2 separate regions of the Gossypium hirsutum genome follow, and region 1 is linked to region 2. A link is a contact called in public Hi-C data. All regions are on one chromosome and are shown on one strand. Each heading gives the region's core, a stretch centred on a gene start, on an enhancer-like site or on the middle of the called end of the contact. The rest is flanking DNA. Distances are from core to core; before and after follow the strand shown.

The links. Hi-C and Micro-C count contacts between places; a contact is called where the count stands out from the background.
Region 1: a contact with region 2 is called in a Hi-C map of leaf, with 2.5 times the contacts expected there. The contact joins the promoter of LOC121218309 here to the enhancer-like site in region 2. A contact is called at or near these places in 5 of 34 Hi-C or Micro-C datasets (anther and leaf).

What each region holds. Positions count from the first base shown.
Region 1 is chrD06:21,667,942-21,670,641 of Gossypium_hirsutum_v2.1, reverse strand. LOC121218309 (indole-3-pyruvate monooxygenase YUCCA6) reads right to left here and starts at 1,290. Exons shown (of 4, transcript XM_041095366.1): 1 at 139-1,290. The coding sequence starts at 840.
Region 2 is chrD06:21,493,301-21,496,000 of Gossypium_hirsutum_v2.1, reverse strand. No RefSeq gene overlaps it. Among protein-coding and RNA genes, the nearest start is that of LOC107901557, 77 kb to the right of the region's middle. Within about 2 kb of position 1,275, at least 3 of the 9 cell types and tissues checked have an H3K27ac peak or open chromatin away from gene starts, as enhancers often do. A contact at or near this core is called in leaf, where this site is marked.

The DNA.
Region 1 (2,700 bases), core at 41-2,540, 170 kb before region 2:
ACTCAAAATTAAAAATTATCAATATCCTTTAGTGGGTTGATTTTTAGCTTTAACTGTTTATAGAGAAAATAGAAAAGAAAGGGGAAGAAAGAGAGACGCCATAGCCGTGGTTAAAAAGAGGGGTTTTTTTTTCCTTACTGTATCTCTGACCACAACTGAAGGCTTAGCATTGTGATTGTAGAGATCCAAACAGACCTCCATGCCTGAATTCCCACACCCCACCACCAAAACCCTTTTCCCTCTAAACTCTTCCCCACTTTTATATGAACTCGTATGCCTTATATCCCCACCGAACTCTCCCATTCCTTCTATCTCCGGCACCACCTCCTCCGCATTCTCCCCCGTCGCAACCACCAGCCACCGGCAAACGTATTCCGTCTCTTTTCCCTTCGACCTCACGCTTCTTACGCGCCAAAAACCGACCGTCGGGTCGTACTCGGCTCGCGAAACCGTCTCGTTGAACCGTGGCCTGATATCGAACTTCTTGGCATAGGATTCGAGGTAGTCGACGAATTGTTGTTTGGTAGGGTACGTAAGGAAGTCGGTAGGGAACCCCATGAGTGGGAGCTCGCAAAACTGCTTCGGCAAGTGAAGGTGTAGGCGATCGTAGGTCTTGAATTGCCACAACGATGCTATGCAATTGGATCTCTCTAGGATTACACTGGGTACACCTTTGGCTTTCAAACAAGCCGCCGCCGCCAGACCAGACGGCCCTGCTCCGACGATGAGTGGCCCCGGAACGTATACGCAACGCGACGACCGAGAACACGGTTTATTCATCTTCTCAATGAATATAGGATCATGAGCTTGTTTTCCTTCTATTTCTCTCAAGCTGTCCATGGAATACAAAAGAAGAAGTGAAGCTACCTTAATTTTGGGGTTTGCTAAGACTAAGAGCAAAGAAAAGGGGGTGGTGGAGCTTAAGAGAAAAAACAAAACTGAAGAGAAACCATGTTATTTTGACAAGAAAAAACGTGGTGTATGTTGTTGTAGGAGAAGATTAGGCGGAGGTTTAGTGATAAATTTACTCTCTTTAAAGGGAGATTAGGTTTTTGTGTGTGGCCTTTATATATTGGAGAGTTGTGATCCACTTAGAGTTGAAAAATTCAGTTGTTTGATCTATGATTTGGGGCTAAGCAGGTAATGGCTTAAACAGCATTTGAAGACTGAGAAAGAGAGAGAAAGAGAGTGAAACAGAGACGGAAGGAATGAAACAAAGAGACGGTGATATGTGTATAACTCTCTCTCTCTCTATATTCCTTTTGTTCACTCAAAAATTCATTTCATACATAGAAACATATGAGGGGGAATTAAAATTTAAGTGGTAAAGGAGGCTAAAAAAGAATTCAAGTGGGGACATCACATTACATCTATTCTTTTTATTAACCCCCCAAAATTGTGAACTAAACCTCCCTTTGGTTTATTAAATTCTTTTTATTTGTATTATCAATATAGTATCAAAAATTGTTATTTAATCGTGACTCAGGTGTGCTAGAAGACTAGTTTTGATATGATATATGGAAAATATTTATAATATGTGCATGTATGTATCTATCATAGATTTTAATGATGTTTAAAATTTGATCAATTTGTATTAAATACACTTTCAAAATGTCGATTAGGTTGATGGAAGGACTTGATTAATATGATATTAAAATTTTGAGGATTCAATTAAAATGTTTGAAAATTTAAGGGGACGTATGGTGAAAATAATCCTTTCTTAATAAATAATCCTGATTAAGATAAGTTAAAACAGTCATTAATCTAGAAGATTGTTGGTAGGATTCTCACTGGATTTGGAGTTTTTATTTTTATTTTTATTATGCTTGGCAATCATAGGTTGGACTTGAGCAAGGGGTAGGGATGGCAATGGAACAATGCGAATATTGTTAAATTTATTACCGTTTCATGGTTGGCAAGTTTTGTTCTATCATCCATCCCGCTCAATTATGAATGCATAATTTTGAAAATTTTTATTACCTCTATGGATGTTGGATTCATCTATTCCCGCTTCAATTCAATTTAATTTTTGTTACTTATATTTAATATTTTCAATCTTTTTAAAGTCAAATAAATATTTAAATATAATTCTTCAAAAAATATTTAAAAATAAAATATATAAATTTTCTTCTATATTACGTTTTTACCTTTTTACCTTCTAATAATCTATATATACAAAGATAAAATGATAATTTTATATAATGGAGTGGGTTGAATTGAGGTATTAGGGTAAGCAATTATCATAACTATTCCATACCCACTATTTAGAAGAAAATATACACCCTAAATCTTTTTTTTTTTTTTAAATCCACTCAATGGATTCAAAATGATCGAGCAATTTAAATTTTACCATCCGTGAAGGTTGAAATGCAGCGAAGATGTCAGCCAGATCCAATGGTGTTGAATAAGTAGAATTAATTAATTATATTATGGTATTTTCTTTGATTCTTGGGGCCGGTTCTGTAATCATGGGGGATTAGATTTAGTGACATTATTATTTCAAGTGAAAGTAAAAAAAGGATAAAAAGGTGAGATTGCAATGCATGTGCATTTTGTTCAGTTCTATGTATAACTTGTCCCCAAGTCATCAACACATGTTTTATCTTTGATTTTCTTCCTTTCTCCTTTTCAAGCTTGGAATTAATATACTCACATTGACTATATGTATATTAATGTGATCTTTCTTGTCATATATTGGGA
Region 2 (2,700 bases), core at 26-2,525:
AGACATAGGAGTGAGATTTTTAGGGGAATTTTTGTTGGTTTTTTTTTTGTTTTTTTATTGGGTTCATGGATTGTTATTTCAAATTTTAAACTTTGGTTTGTTTTTTTTTTTTAATTTTTGTTTAAGCTTTAAAGGCATTTTATTATTGTTAGGGAGATTTGAAATTGTTTAACTAATCTCTCTGCTCTTCTGGTTGTAATTACTTTTTGCTTGTGTTTTAAGATTTACCAAAAATGCCAAATTGGGGATATTGTTAGGATTTAGAGTTGTTGTATAGATGAAGTGGCTTGACTTGTGCCAACATTGGCAACCACAATTCTCTAGCATAACACTAACTTTAGTTGGAAAAATTTTTACTTTATTTTTGTATTAGTTTCACTAATGTTTTATGTAGTAAAAAAAATTAGAATGTCAAGTATAAGAGCTTAAATAACTTTCTCTTCATGGGATAAGAAGCTAAGGCATATAAACTCCATATGATTTCTAATACTATGGAAGATAAGGTGTGAGAAGTCCTAGTAATTTTGAAGAGTTTGTTGTTGACGTGAAAAAGAGATTTGGTTATTTAAATGATGAGTGTTTAAAACAGAAGTTGAATGAGCTCATCAATCTTAGTGAGTTGGTTATTTAAATGATCTACATTATTGAATTATGTGATATGATTTTTATGTTAGTGATTAAATCTATTTGCTCAAGTAAGGAATTTGCTTGTTGAGATTGTCATCTTTGAATGACTGTATAATACCTACTAAGTGATAGAGAAAATATGTAATGGGAGGTTGCAACTTGAAAGTTAGAGGGTTAGGCTTAAATAATTGTTTCTTTATACTATGTTGATATTAGTGAAATGGTTCTCTAAGCAAGGCTCCACAGATATAGGTTAAGCATGAATTGTGTTGGCAGTCTATGTGTGCAAAGTCTTGTTGTTATTTCATTTGTTATGGCTTCAACTTTTATCATAACATAACTGAGCATACTTTTAATATGCACAAATTGATAACATTATTAAATGCTTCCATTAGAGTGGAGATGTGATTTTTTTTTACTGTTATTCAGTCACACAATCAAAGCTATGTAAAAATTTAGACAACCATATTCAAGTTAGTGATGTTTAGGCGCCAAGACACTCATACGGAGCTAGATGCATCAAAACCACTTCCCACCATATTAAAGTTAGTGATGTTAAGGCGAGCATTTTTTTGCACCTTGCACCTTAGGTTATTTAAGGGTCTTATAGCCTTGAGTCCGCCTAGCGATTTTGACAATACCAATTCAAGTAATAATAAATTTACATGTTAGTCAATTATTTAAAATTGTTTTTTAAATCATACAATCCCTTTAACGGTAACAACTAACGATGTTCTCAATGTATACTTACTAGCAACGTTATAAAAATAGATAAATAAAATTATGTCAGATTAAAGAGATTAAATCTGAAATTTCAACGTAGTAGAAGGATTACAATGAAATTTGATCAATTTAAATGGATGTCCAACCAAACGTGTTCATTTTGGTTTGCTTTTATCACATGCAAAGACTTGCTTAGAATTTAGGTAAGAAGATGGGCAAAGCATATTGGAACTAAAAGCAAGTACCTACAACCTTCCAAAAAAAAACAAAAAAGTACCTACAAGGCTAAAACTTTATGCATCTTCCTACTGTTTAACTAACCCAAAAAGGATACAACTATTAAGGCTTTTTAAGCTTTGTTTTTAATCTTTAAAATAAATTAATTTACCATTAAATAATGATTATGTACTTTTTGGCTTCAACCAAATTCTATAATCACATAGTTTTTTTAGTAATTAGTTTCCATAATTTATTTTGAGGTAATTGCTCCAAATGGCTTTACATTCTAGCTGAGTGCTTAAAGTTCTAGTTTCATATTAGTTAGGTTCTTCGGACAAGTTATTAGGTTGGATATTAAGTGTTAGTTTGAATCTAACGTGGGCTATATTTAAATATGTTGATCAAATTTTTAATACGTGTGTATATATTGTATAAATAATAACATATTAGGAAAAAAAGACGTAAATAAAATTTATACGAACAATTTGTTTTAACACGTTAAATTCAAGTTGTCCATCTGATAAGTATACACATATTTAAATTTAATCCATTTAAATATGTACAATATCATATGTAAGTTAACATTTAATGTCTAAACTACTAATAATTTGATGAATCAATTGAGACAATGAAATTTAGTATAATTTAAAAATTAAATAATAATTTAGAGATGGATGATGCAATTAAATTTTCTTTTATATATTTATTTAGCGGCGCGCAAAAGCTTAGTTGGGCCAGAATCTCAAAAGAAAAAAGAAAAAGACTTAAATACATGTAAATCTATACCCATTATACGACTCATAGTTTCAACAAAATAGAACTCCCAAAAGGCCTAACCCATGCTAAAACTCTGATAAAAGGTCCAATAAGAAATTTTAAACACATTATTGACAAAACTGTTGATTTCATTCAAATTAGATGCCTTTAGCGATGAAATGGCCCAATCAATCATGTTGGGGAGAGACAATCTAAATACACCCACCTTTTTTCAGCCCTCTCTACCAAAATCCACTTGATAGAAGTTGCATTTTTAAGTGAAGCGGTGGCAGTTGGAGACATTATTTGGGGCTTTATATGTAATAAGTATCTATGCAAATTAGCCTGTTCAACTTATCAAAGGTCTTCATGGGC